Regions from separate parts of the Zea mays genome. Here regions 1 and 2 are each linked to region 3. A link is a contact called in public Hi-C data. All regions are on one chromosome and are shown on one strand. Each heading gives the region's core, a stretch centred on a gene start, on an enhancer-like site or on the middle of the called end of the contact. The rest is flanking DNA. Distances are from core to core; before and after follow the strand shown. Region 1 holds the start of LOC100284517. Region 2 holds the start of LOC103655902. Region 3 holds the start of LOC100216668.

Evidence for each region. Hi-C and Micro-C count contacts between places; a contact is called where the count stands out from the background.
Region 1: a contact with region 3 is called in a Hi-C map of ear, with 2.2 times the contacts expected there. The contact joins the promoter of LOC100284517 here to the promoter of LOC100216668 in region 3. A contact is called at or near these places in 3 of 25 Hi-C or Micro-C datasets (bundle sheath, ear and tassel).
Region 2: a contact with region 3 is called in a Hi-C map of endosperm, with 3 times the contacts expected there. The contact joins the promoter of LOC103655902 here to the promoter of LOC100216668 in region 3. A contact is called at or near these places in 9 of 25 Hi-C or Micro-C datasets (bundle sheath, ear, endosperm and 4 more) and 1 of 3 datasets of contacts at active chromatin or transcription factors (seedling).

What each region holds. Positions count from the first base shown.
Region 1 is chr4:216,897,730-216,902,367 of Zm-B73-REFERENCE-NAM-5.0, forward strand. It overlaps LOC100284517, which reads right to left and starts at 1,706. Exons shown (of 1, transcript NM_001165497.2): 1 at 1,135-1,706. The coding sequence starts at 1,634. The coding sequence ends at 1,269.
Region 2 is chr4:216,928,507-216,933,246 of Zm-B73-REFERENCE-NAM-5.0, forward strand. It overlaps LOC103655902, which reads left to right and starts at 2,422. Exons shown (of 2, transcript XM_020552321.2): 1 at 2,422-2,507; 2 at 3,213-4,485. The coding sequence starts at 2,422. The coding sequence ends at 3,963. LOC100274044 reads right to left here and starts at 2,438. Exons shown (of 8, transcript NM_001148425.2): 1 at 2,196-2,438; 2 at 1,926-2,047; 3 at 635-746; 4 at 472-521. The coding sequence starts at 2,256.
Region 3 is chr4:216,721,874-216,726,855 of Zm-B73-REFERENCE-NAM-5.0, forward strand. It overlaps LOC100216668, which reads right to left and starts at 3,170. Exons shown (of 9, transcript NM_001143077.1): 1 at 2,845-3,170; 2 at 2,681-2,740; 3 at 2,522-2,590; 4 at 2,329-2,421; 5 at 1,888-1,992; 6 at 1,712-1,789; 7 at 1,230-1,355; 8 at 458-551; 9 at 37-378. The coding sequence starts at 3,024. The coding sequence ends at 188.

The DNA of each region.
Region 1 (4,638 bases), core at 456-2,955, 170 kb after region 3:
GTTGATTGAGTAGGATTAGAAGGGAAATAATGATAGTTTAAATAGTTATATTGATCAGTAAACATCAAAGCTTAATGACTAAGTGGGCTTTCTTACGCTAATTAAGAAACGCATCCCACAATCGCAGCCACCTTTCGGGCTATGGGACAAGTGCCAAAAAGAAAACAGATATTCTTGAGCCGCCAGGTAGGCATAGGGATGGCAATCGGGCGGGTAGTACACGGATATATAGTTCACGGATCCATACCTGCGAGATAAAACTCAACCCATATTTGTACCCATAAACGTTCGTGGGTATGGATCTATATCCATACCCGCCGGGTATCCGCTATCCAGTGGATATCCGTTACCCGGCCGCCCACTATAATTTTAGCATTAAACACCAAACAACAATTTTATTACATTTCAAAATAATTATCATTCCAATAGCATTAAATGATAATTTCAGCACCAAACAACATGTTATGGATAAAAATTGAAAAATAAGAATTTATGGTAATATATAAATCCGGATAGCCCACGTGTTAGATATCCATTGGGTAACGGGTATGGATACTGGATATCCATACCCGTGAAAAAAATATCCACGGATACCCTATTATATCCATAACCGTACCCGCGGATATCAAATTCCACCATACTCATATCCAATGGATAATTATCCGCGGTTATTTACCCATACCCGTATCCATTGCCATCCCTAGGTAGGCAGGTAGCATATGGAATTCGCACAATCATGCTCCAACAAAAGCAACATTACAAACAACTAGGTTACTTCTAAAATTTCCTATCATTTGCAGTGTTCAATGGCTGTTCCTGCCATCTAAGCTGAGTTTACTGTTTACCGAACCTTCCCCAATATCAGGCAATTGTCCAAATCAAACAGAGCCAGCTCCTAAAGTCAAACAAGAGGCAGATGTCTTCGTTGGGCTGCTTGTTTTCCCCCCCTTTTGAAGACTATATTTGCGTAATCCATATCCCATCATAACTTAACTGGCAAACTATGGAGATGGAGTAGCTAATCACTCTGCAGTCTGCACTGCCACTGACGGCATGGAATAAGCGTTGCACACAGCATGCAACCAAGAAATCATCTAGCAACGCACTAAATTGGACGCGGTGACAGCCACAATCTGGACAGCAATGAAAGATTCTTAATTTATAATCACAAAATCTGGGCAGCCATTGTTATTATATAATAAATCTCAAAGAAAAACAGCTTATGCGGAGGTTCAAGGGAACAACTTTGGCGACACGCCGCGGCGGCCTCAGTCGGTGGCCGCGGCCACGTCGAGGACGAGAGTCGCGGCGGGTGCCGGGGCCTCCGCCTCCTCCACGTCCACCGTGGCGCCGGAGGCGACGAGCGTCCAGTCCGGCGGGAGCGGCGGCAGCGGCGGGTACTGCGTGGGGCGGCGCTTGATGTCCCACGGCTGCGTCTTCTTGGGCCGCGTCTTCATGTGGTGCTTGGTCCCCTTCTTCTGCGGCCGCGACGAGCACTCCACCGCCAGCGCCGCGCGCCCGCCGCCGTGGAGCGGGGAGAAGCCGACGGAGTAATGGCGGGCGTGCCTCGCTGGCGACGGGGCCGAGGCCGGCGGCACCACCGTGCCCGCCAGGAGTGCGGTGACAGGCGACATGCTCGCTGGTGCTGCGCTTTCGAGAGAGGCGGACGGGTAGGGTAGTAGTGTGGGTTGTGTTTGGGATAAGATGGGAGGAGGACTGTTTCGGATTGGGTTTTGTGATTGCGGGATTTGCTACGCTGAGCGAAATCTGGCCCACACTATGTGCGATCATCTGACCGCTCACTCATCGAGTGTTTTTCCTTTTTTATATCTCCACTTCTTTTAAAAAAAACTTGTAATTGTTTAGTCCCCTGCCCTCTTCTTATCATAAAATGCCATGTCACCTTTTTATATTATAAAATTCCGTGGTCTAAGATGTGCCGTTGATGAAGCTTCAACAAAACAAAATGAGGCTCACGGGTACATAATATATTTCTTTTGGTACAACGATCAGTTGTCTCCCGAATTTTGTTGAAAAATGTTTCGGCACAACTAGCTTGTACTTCTAAAGCTATCTCTAACTCATCTAGAGATGTTAATGGAGAATTCTCCATCGGGTTATAGCATCCCAAACTCATTCCTATCATATTTAGTCCATCCTCATACCCATTATGGGTGCAAAATTCATCTCATACTCATCCTCATTCGGGTTTTGGGTCCCCAATGGGTCCCCATCTCCAATTAACGCATGTTCAGGCACACCAATCCAGAAGGCGATTGGAGGGTATTAAATCCCCTCCTAGTCAATGGGAACCTCAAATCCCCATTGGGATTGGAGGGGATTGAGGTAGAAATAAACTAATTTTCTCTTCAATCCCCTTCAATCTTGAAGGGATTTGAGTTTCCAAACTAACCCTTAGTGCTACTTTGGGAACCTCAAATCCCCTTCAGGGTTGGAGGGGATTGGGGTGGAAATGAACTAATTTCCTCTCCAATCCCCTTCAATCCCGAAGAGGATGTGAGTTTCCAAACTAGCCAATAAGGGCTGATTTGGTGACCAGAGATTACGGCGGGATTTGAGAGAATTGAGGGGGAAATTAGTTCATTTCCCCTTCAATCCCCTCCAATCCTCCCGTGATCACCTTGTCACCAAATCAACCGAGTTGATTTGGTGACAAGGTGATCACGGGAGGATTGGAGGGGATTGAGGGGGAAATAAACTAATTTTCCCCTCAATCCCCTTCAATCCTCCCGGGATCCCGGGTCACCAAATCAGCCCTAAGAGGGGATTTAAACCCCTCCAATCCCCTTCTGGATTCGTGTAACCGAACAAGCCCTTAAGGGATAACTAGGTACTAACATGTAACACAAACTATCTAGATTTCAGACATCACCACATCGGCAAGTACTCATTAATGAACCATCATCCATTCATCCATCCATCAGAAAAGAAATAAGTACTTCAGGACCGATAGAAGAAATAGAGAAATGGAGTCTGCTCACATTTCTTGGTCACCATCTGAGTTCGTTGGCGCCTGAGAATCCATGATCGTCATCGTCGTCTGGATAGGGCATAGCATATGGCTGGTTATTTTAGGGTTTTGTTTTTGCTAGTCTGCTAGTTGCCTTGCCGTGTTTTCTTGTTGGGCTAGGACATGAGGCCTGGTGCGCTGCCGTGCTAGGCTTGGGGGCCGGCTCGGCATTAACTCATTCATACAAACACGACAGGTGTAGACGTATGAAATACCCATGGGTATGAAATACCCATGGATAATCGGGTTCAGATTATTGCTTCCCAAACCCATACCCGTTTACCCAATGGGTGAAGATTTTGTCCCATATTCATACTCATGGGGACAATTTTTGTCTCATACCCGTACACTCATAGGGGAATTCCCCACAGGTTAGCGGGTATCGGGTCCCCATTGACATCTCTAAACTCAGCCATGTCTCACCCTATAAACAGTGTCATTTAATATTTTGCACGACTATATACATAATTATTGGTCATAGTAAAAGCAACTATGTGGCCAAATAGTGGCACACCCAGTTTTAAGGAACAAAGCTGGGTGCATCTCATACATGCGCCAAAGAAGACAACATATATAATAACAGAGTATATAGAGATAAACGTCACAATATAATCAGAGTACTTATTACATAGCGGAAGACTTACAAAAATAAAAGATAAATATAGCAGGAACTAAAATCTATCCTTGGCGCTAGAAAGCTGACTGGGAGACGCCACCTAGATCAAGTCGAAAGCCTCAGAGTTAGGCGGCTCCTCTTCGACCACCTGCTCTTCTCCTGTGGGGGGGTGTGAGACAGCAAGAGTGAGCTCACACATGTTCATCACTCAACAAGTTGTGGGGAATAATGTGGCATGAACTCACCCAAGGTGGGAGTTCATGAAGTGTAAGGCTGATCAATGAAATAAAGGCTGAAGTTAAGCATTGCTTTTATATGTTGGTCAAAATTTTATTAGCAGTTACTAAGTGTAAGTAAATACCAAACCATGGTAAATATAAATAAAACTAATAATAAAATAATCCCACATGCAATGAAATGACAGATTAAGTTTAAGTTCCATAAATTAATCATGTGAGTGTCTGAGTCGCTCATGACCGTGACCACGGCTAGTATACCAGTTTTACACTCTGCAGAGGTTGCGCATCTTTACCCACAAGTCGTGTTACCCATGTGCCACAGAGTTGATCAGACTCCATACACCTCTACCAAGGAAGCGAGGCAGGGTACCACTACGAGGCCTTTACAAAGTTCCACTAGCTTCAGAAAACCCGCTACAGTTTATAGGAAGCTCCAGTGCAGGAATCCCTCGCCTGACCGTCATCGCAGCAAAATCAACCCAAGGACCTCCCTACACTGACCACTCCCCTACTGCCCTTGTCCCTTTAGGGTAAGGTAGTCATCCACTAGCTTTCCTAGTTAATCAGCTAAGGGCGTCCCATTAAACCCTTGTGGTAGCACTGTTTTCCCGGGTGGTTCTCCATGTTCCCATTAACATAATGATCTTATCATGAATAGTAAAGAATAAACAAATAATAAAAAGTATAACAATGAGTGATGAATATATTTATATCCAAAGCCATAAAAAGCAATAGCATGTACTACCCAAAAA
Region 2 (4,740 bases), core at 1,172-3,671, 210 kb after region 3:
TCTACAAAAAAGTGAAAAAACATTGAACAACACATAACTTAAAAAAGCACATCCTTCGTGTGATTGTTTCTTGTGCATGTTTTAAGCCTTGGAATAATTTCAAAATGAATCATGGCCAGAATGCACAGAATAGGACTATATCAGCCTAAAATGTATCTGTACTGAAGTCACACAACAGACTGTATCTGTATGTCATAGTAGGCACATCAGGCTGCTACTTATAGCAAATTCACATTTAAGCATTTTAAATCTGTTGAAATATCAACCATTAGACCTCAAATACTCATATTAAAAGGGCAGACCCAGTGGCGGACAGACGGAGGCTCCCATATGAGTGGGGTTTGGGGAACGAATCAACCAAGACAAGCCTTCTCCGCAAATGAGGAGACTGCTTCGAACCCGCGACCTGCATTGCACCAGGCCCTTCAAGTACTTGGACTAAAACTGAAATAAAATGATATACCACCATACGTTGGTTGTAGGACCATCAGAGGAGTCAGATTTCCCTGCTTCAGCCATGCCTGCTCATGTGTAAATCAATGATGAACTTTGGAGCCAATTAACTTAAATAATGTAGTGAGAGGTACTAACCATAGAAAAATGTGACTTTATTGCCAAGTAAGATTATCATTACCAGCGTTATGTTGCTTCAACATAAACTGCCCAGGAGATAATCTTGATAAGTTCTGGACTTCATAACGGATCGAGTCTAATTGTGTCATAGCGTCTTTAAGCTCCTTATGAACCTGGATACAAGAGGAGAAATATGATTCTACCACATGGGTTTAACACACTTATATTGAATATCCATATTTCAGAAACAGTGCAAGGATCCACAATCCATGGTTATTAAAGCGGTAAAACGTTAAAACGTTATGAATCACCTTTTTAACATTTAAACGTTGAAACGTCTTTTCAGACTTGACATAGAACTTCAAATATAGAATAAGTTCATAGATAAGTTGAGTACTTGAGTTCACAAACCAAATAGCATAAAAGGAAACAGATCACGTTCAACACAAGTTCAACCACACAAGCTATAACTTGTATCTATGATCAGTAACCATCATCCAACTCATCAATATCAAGACCTAAAAGAATGATTCAGTGTGACTCAGTGACTGTGAGCAAAATCAAAATAGAGCCTAAAACATAGGAGCTGGCTGCTGGGGATGGACCGACTGGAAGGCTTAGGCGTTAGGAACTTAGGGTTTTTCCATCTTTTGGCCCAGGAAAGGAAAAGCCCACAACGAGTAGAACGTCCTAAACGCAAGTAAAACGTCTTAAAACGCACAGAGGACGTTTAAGCGTCGTTTAAATGCGTGAAACGGACGTTCTACTCCATTTTGGTAAAACGTTCGGACGTTTCAACTTTTAATCACGTTTTGTCGTTTAAACGACGCTTAAACGACGTTTAAGCGACGTTTTAATAACAATGCCACAATCAATCCATCAATTGAAATACTGATCGCAATTACAGAGGAGGAATCAGTCCACTAACAACATGTGCAGCAACAATGAATATTATTCATCAAAATAACTAGAAACTATACCGTGACTGATTATCCTAGGCTGTATTGGTGGCTATTGGCTAATGTTGAATTTCCTTTGCTTTCAGAACTACTGAAATCTATGTACAGATGAAACTATATGAACCCAATCAGAAAACTGGACGCTAAAACATTAATGCGCAAATGCTGTTTAAAATTCAGCAGATTGACGAGTGAAAAAAGAAAAAACATTACTATCCCTATAGGGACTAGAAGACGTGATTGCACGCTTGCACACAGGGTCTGCTCAGATATTAGTCAATGCCATCCCCATAAGGCCAATTAACCTATGTGAAATTCACCATCACCGCAACACATACAACTCACAGCATTTTCACAGGATCATGGCGAGAAAAGGGTGTACTCAGAATATACCTGGGTGGCTGCAGACTGGCCCAGAATCTCGTCCAGCTGCCGGCGAGCCACTATGAGCCGCCCAACCGCTCTTCCAGTCATCCGCCCGGCCGTCCTCGCAATCTTCACCATATCACTGGGCTCTGAACAAAAGCGAGGGAATCGGGGTCAGACCGAAACATCAGTTCCAAAACGTGCCGATCCCGCCATCGCCTTCCCGTCAGTCGCCGCCATCGACAGCCGCCGCCGAATGGCCGAAGCGGAAATAGCGCGCGGAGTTTGATTACTCACTCATCATGACGGAGCAGGCCCCGAGGACGACCAGCAGCTGTCCGGTCGAGAACCCCAGCATCTTCGCACGGACAAGTCGCCGCTGGGACGGGGCGGAGGATCCACGCGGCCGTTCCGGCACACGCGCACGACGGCGGCGGCTGTGCGTGACGCGGCGATGAGAGGGAGAGACAGAAAGATGACGTGGGCAAGGAATGGGCCGGGCCTCGGCTAATTGAGGCTGGAAATGGTTGAGCTGGGAGTGGGCTGGCGTCAAGAGGGCTCTCTGATGGGGAGTGTCAACCGGGCTTACATCTTTGCCTCAGTTCTCACGTACCCTTTTATATGTTTAAGGCAAAATTTGATACATACCATTAAAAGATCACATGTATAGAAATTTACCAGCAAAAGATTCACACTTAGATATTTACCATGGAAAGATTGCACGTTAGAGATTTATAGCATTCCGTTCCCTTCCGTCAATCGGATCAATGGGTTTTTTTTTATTTGGAACGATCAACAATTAGAGTATACCAATTTTACCCCTGGCTTTAGTTTTTCCCCTCCGTTCCTTGGCCCCAGGCCAGAATACGACTCCCTCGCGTGAGGCGAGAAAGGAGCAGAGGCCCGATAGGCGACGAGCTGCTCGCGGCCTTCCAGGCGGCGCGCTCGCCCGCGGCCACCCAAGTTTTTGCTGCAGCGGCGTCCTCCACCCCACGCAGTATGCACCTTTCTCCCGTTCTCCCTCATCTTCCTTCCTTGCTTTGGGAGTTCTAAATCCTAGGATTTTCTTCTCTCTTGTAGTGCTCAGGAATCGATCTGAAATTGAGGCGCATGGATACTTCTGAGGTTCCTGAAGGATAATATCCTTTTCCTCTTTGTTGAATCTTTGCAATTTCTTGTAAATTGTACAAAAGTTACTGTTTGTGAGGGGGAATAAATTTGTACAGAATAAATTGATTCATTTAGGACTGGAATTGTCATCAGTTGCTACTTACATTTGTTCTCCCTTCTATGTGTTTGCCATTGCTATTGCAGGATTGATCCGACTAGTGCATGTAGAGTTGAGGTCACTGTCAATTCTTACTTCAGTGTACGAGATGGTAGAAAGGAGTATAACCGGGGTAGGCCAGTAAGCTATGTTGTTGATTCAGAAACATATTCTATCATTGATCTAGAGAAAGATATTGCTTCAGAATTTAAATGGGCCAGTGAACAGCAGGCAAATTTCTGGGTTCTAACAGGAGAGGGTAGTCTGACATGCAAGTTGGCTTCAGATGCACAACTACTTGACTTGTTAAGGACATCCAGAGTAGTGAAGTTGTTCATGGTAGTCGGTAGCCGTGAGCAAAATGTAAGAGAGGAGGAGATGGCTGCTGCTGCAGTGAATATAGGAGACGAGGAGATGCCTACTGCAGTAAATATAGGAGAGGAGGAGATGCTTACTATAGTGAACATGGAAGAGGAGGCGATGCCTATTGCAATGGACCATAATTTGGAGGTACATGATAGAGGATTTACATGGGCAGAAGTACCTGAATATGGGGAAACAATTGGAGGGCCACCAATACTTGAGGAGGAGGAGGAGGAGCATTTCAGAACTATTGGGTGTGATCCTGATGGAGACGAGCCTGTAGGAGTAGATGAAGAGTGGAGGTACTTTAAACGTACGGAACATGTAGTCATTGATCCAGTCGATGTACACAAAAGAAAGAGGGCTGCTCTAGAATTCAGAGACTTTGATATCCAACAGAATGGAAGGGCGTATCCTAGCAAGTGTGTTGCATGAGTTGAACATGAAGAGCCGAGGGCTGCAGTATGGAATCATGAGGACTGGTGCAATGTCTGCTGAGATATCTGGAATAACAAAAGAAGGTAAGAATTGGAGAGTTCCTGTTGACATTGAGAAAAGAACTTGTGGTTGTGGACAATGGCAGATTTCTGGAAAACCATGCACTCATGCAATAGCTCTATTTTGTCAGCTTAAAAAACTTAACATTGAGAACTTTGTAGATGACTACTATTCTGTAGAGAGGTTCAAATTAACTTACCAGTATACAGCTGCTCCATTGGGTGATTAGACTCATTGGCCAAAATTTGACCTCGGGTTTAAAATGATTCCTCCAAAGCTAGAAAGACCTGCTGGTAGACCAAGAAAGAAGAGAATCAAGGCTAGTGGTGAGGCTGGGAAAAGAGGACCATATCAGTGCAAAAGGTGCTTTCAGTTTGGACACATAGAGAAGGGTTGTGCAGCTACTCAAGCTGAATTAGAACAAGAGCTTCCCCAACCACGTCCAAAAAAATCAAAAAGACAAAGGTAATTAACCTTGCCTCATGCCTCATGTGTAATTTAATGTATTATCCATCTGACCCATGTTGTGCCTCCTAGGAAATATGTATCTGAAGGTGTTGAAGCCTCTGCTATTGATGCTAAGCCATCCCATGCAGATCCAAATCTGACCTCTAGTCCAGGTGTAAAAACAAGAAGCATGTCTTCTCTTTCTCCAACTAGCCCAGGTCCTACAACAAGGAGGATGGCATCAATCTCACCTGGGGGAATTAATCG
Region 3 (4,982 bases), core at 1,920-4,419:
TATGCGTGGTGTTGATTCTGAAGCATTGACGTTTCTGGTCCTACAAAATTTCAGCCGGTATCAGGCTTTCAGCGGTGAAAAACATACGATACTGATTGCCATACACTGCATGAAACCCAGAACTGGCAAAAGCCTAGCGTACACCATTGGGGTGTTGGTGTGTGGGGTGGGGGGGGGCAGCATTGGCTTAAGGCACTCTAGATCGCCAAGCCTTCGCCATCTTCTTCCCGAGGTATTGAGCAGCAACTGCACCGCCAGAGGCGAGCAGACCACACACTGCTTGCCGCACGCTTGAAACCATTACTCGGTGCCTCAGGGCCCTCCGGACACAGTTTGCTGCCATCTCCTTGGAAGAAACTACGGTGCGTGGTGGTACTTCTACAGAAAAAAAAACTGTCTGCAGTGAGAACGTGTTATAGAATGAACAAAGGCTACAAGAACACCAGGATAACCCAACCTTTTCCGTGCAATGTGTGCCTTCCTTGCATTTGGCTTTGGATCGTCCACGGAAGAACAGAGAACAGTTCATTTGTTGTACATGGACCGCAATCCTGTAGATACGTGACTCCAATGCTTAGAACTCAAAACCAAACGTATTACATTTAGTGAAGTATGTCAGTTGGCTATGCAGGCTCCAAATTTGTACCCGCTCCGACCCCATTAGGATGGCATGTTTCATGACGAATCTAGTAACGTTAATTCCATGTTATTAATCTGCATAACTTTTTAGCTATCGATAACCAAATTTAAAATGGTTTGACTTAGAACAAAACTAAATGGACTTATATTTGAGATCGGATGTGTAGTAGTTACAATTGCTACTAGGGTAGAAGTTCAAACCAAATTTTGAAGTGACAAATAAGGGGTTGTTTGGTCCCCGCCTCCTAAACTTTAGTTAGTCACTTTTAGTACCTAAACTACCAAACAATATAACTAAATGAGGTCTCCCAGATAGAAATCTTAAGTTTAGTCCCTAAAGTTTAGGAGGGTGACTGAAGGAACCAAACACCAGCTAAGTCTTAGCATAGCAAAGGTAAGACAAATAGGGCAGTACGGCAAGTGCAAAAGAACATGACCACACAACATGATATGGCCTTTAACATGGAGTCCAAGTTTTAGGATAACAAAGTACACAGGTCACGTTGTTGTATGGTCCACAAGGAATGATAAAAAGCACTTCCATATTTTATCTCTTTGAACAAACTGAGTATGAGCAGAAGGTAATAAACCTGCCGGAAAGTTTTATATTGTCCATGGGATGATGTCTTCAATAGGCCTTCAGCAATATACTCTTGCAAGAGGGGGCTGTACATCAATTGGAACGACTGAAAACTACCCTCAACAATCTTCTTCACCTGATTCATAGGAGGAATTGAGTGTGGAATTATAAATCGAAAAGAGTCCTACTAGCACGCTGTCTTACTAAACATGTAGATAAGAACAGAAGTAACTACAAAACAACAATTTAGCCGATGGAACCCGGCATGCAGATCCAATAAAAGCAACAGGATTTTGAGGCTAGGCTCTCAAAGGACTAATTGAAGTTAAATACTATGTAACATGCCGTTTTCAATTTAGAGAAGTACGTAAATGGATGTGCCAAACAGACAGGCACACCTTTGTGAAGTACATAAATGATGTAATATTAAATCGAATTGAAATGGTTACTGAGTATAGAGCAAAGGTGAACATGCATTTCTTTTGTTGATACCTTATCTTTGTCTTCCGCAAACAGCATTCTCAAATCACCCATATATGATAGACTGCAGATTTGAGCATATAGGTCGTACTGCACAAAGAGGGATAAAAGGAGGCTCAGAAATCCAGAATCAACTAGCAAAGCAAAGAAAATAATTTCATGGAAGGAAACATCAAGTTAGCAATAACCTCCGTGAACTCCGCTGGTAAAAGGAGTAGAGAAGCTGAAGTTGCCATTTCTAGGTTAATTGAGTTGACCTTCCTTATATCCCAGTTGTCAACAAGAACATGGACCTAGCAAAATACAGAGACAAAATCAACTAAGATAATGTCAACTTCACAAATGCAACATATCCATATTTACACATCAAAGGCACTACAATTGTGCAGTGAGAAACTCGCAATACTAGACAGCCAATGAATATAATCACAACCAGTGAAACAAATAAATATAGTAGTTACATGAACATGGTCCATATCAAGCAAAATGTGTATCGCCACAGCCACAAAAGATAATTGGAGCAACGGTCTAAAAATGGGTCAAGAACATATAAAGCGCACAATCCCGATCTAGCAAAATCAGCATTATGCAATCTCATATTTAAAGAGCATGGCATTGCATTTTCATACCGGTTTCTGCAGCCGACCACTGAGGTAGAACCTGTCCCAGGTCAAGACATCCATTGCCAGGTCCCTCATCCTTACCACCCCATATTTTATCCTCTGCGCCACCAAAAGACAGATTTCTTCATCAAGTACTCAATTCACGCACAGCCAGTGGAACACAATGCCATCGAACACAAGGCACCACGATTCATGGTACCTTGTCTCTCCATTCCACAAATGGGTTGAAGTACACCCCGACCCCAACATGATCCGCCAGTCCAGTGATCTGAGCTCCAAAGACCAAGAAACAGTTGACCATTAACACAGTTTGCCAACAACCAACCAGAAATTGTGGTGTTGGGAGGAGCAAGCTTACGGCGCCTGCACCGAAGCCGGCCATCCAGCGGGAGTAGTGCGCGGGGTTCCTTTCCAGGTTCTGCACCGACCAAGAAACAATTCCTTCATAATAACATCAAACTAAGGATATGAACTAATTTGACGGATTGATTGACCAAATGAAAGGAGGGGGGTTCCTAGCACCTCGGAGTGCCACTGGAGGGGGTCAGCGACGCCGATGATGTAATCGACCATGGACGTCCCGTCGGGGCGTGCGTGAAGGAGCGTGGAGCCGTACGCGCAGCAGAAGTCCACAGGCGGGAGGAGGTCCCGGAGCGGGCCGGCCAGCTCCGCCGCCCTGTCCTCCTCCGCCACCGCATTCATTTAGGCGCGCGCTCTGGTTGCTAAGAGGCGAGAACCTAGACCAGGGAACGGCGGCGCGGCGGTCGCCGGAGGAAGGCGGTGCTGAATAACGGCCGCCGCCGGTGGCGGGGGATGGGGATGGGGAAGGCGGACCAGCGGTGCTGAATTGACGGCCGTTGGTGAGAGGGTCGACGGTCTGCATTGAACGCCATCGCCATGCAACATACGGCCCAATTAGAGCTAACCCCTATGCATTTTTTTTATTATTTTCCTTCGTATTAGTCCAAAATTATGCTGAAGCTGAATTGTTGATCCTATTAAAATCGCTCCATTTAAAATTACACCATATAAGCCATGTTTGGAACCGACCTAGTTTTTAAGAATCCAAATGCTGTTGCCAGTTTCTAGAAACCGATTTATTAAAAAACTGATTAATGGTGTTTAGAACCACATCAACTTTCATAAACTCAGGGGCGACGGCAGGGGCACATGGGGTAATATCCCCTATACCTGTACATGTTGGGCCGGCCTGGCCCAGCACGACACAAGTCAACAAAAGTACAGCCCACAAAGGTACGGCTTGCAAAAGCATATCCCTAATTATGGGTCGTGTCGTGCCAGCAAGTGGGCCTAGTCATCGGCCACGACACGACCCACAATTAGTTATGTGTGCTAAGCCGACCCAAATAGCCTAGAATACCTTAATGTGCAAGACCGACCCATATTCATACAATAGTAATACATAAACAAAAAGTATAATATGTATATATGACCAAAATAAACTAATATGTTTTGTGGCTACATATTAAAATACTTTGGTCAGAAAGAAAAAATAGTACAACTAGCACAGTAATAATATTCAGTTCTCTGTTCAGTGTTTAGTTGAGTACTATATAGTCATACAAAATACATATACAATGATAATCATCACTATTCACTATCCTCATCTTGGTACAGTCGTACTGGTTCTCGAAGGCCTATTGAAGCTCTAGTTTCTCCAAGTTGTGCTGGTCCTGTGGGCTTTGACCGGCCTTATGTCACACCCATTTCCAAGGGGCAGAGCCGGGTGCATAGCATATGTGTGCCAGGATCTATTTCCACACATATATTGACGTCACAAGTGTAATATATCAAAAGATCAATGCATAAAAGCGTAAATAACGATTATATTAACATATTACACTTTGAACAGACGTAATGTCTTAACCTTTATTCATCAAAGTACAGCGAAACATGGACATCCATCCACAGGAAGATGACCGGGGGTATCACTAGACTAGCATCCATGGAGTTCAGCATCATATTTTCATCTGCAAACTTCTGATCAAAATTTAAGCAAGGGTGAGCTCACTTATGGTCGGGGTTCAGCAAGTGAGGGAAAAACTAATGCAAGTTTAACAAGGTGAGGCTAAGGTTGAGCAGTAAGCATTTTAGTTGGTCAACATTTTATTAACAACACCTGTCTTACTAATAAGTGTGAATCACAAGTATTCCCATTAAACAAAGGTATAAGAGTATATAAAAAACACTTAAGTAAAACCACTTAAGCAAACCATTGGCAGATCATCGGATCTCGATTTATTTCCATCTTCAAGTTCAATTATCATGTGAGGAATACAAGCTGCTCATAACCGTGAGCACGGCTGATATATCAGTTTTACACTTTACAGAGGTGGCGCATCTTTACCCATGAGTCGCGATTCCCTTCTAGCCCGGGTTAGCTAGACCCGTATTCACTTCCGAGGTGAATGGCCAGGGTCTCACTACGAGGCTTCTCCCTTGAGTCCTCATTATGCAAATGATGGAAATGGTCAACTGCATAAGGTACACCTATTGTAACCAACTTATAGTACAGACTACAGGGTAAAGCTTTGGGAACTATGCCCATATCCAATTTGCTTGAGCCGGAACTATAAGCGCTTGCTAGATGCTCCCGTTCCGGTCGATCACGACCAGCACCCAACATAAGACTTCCCTAG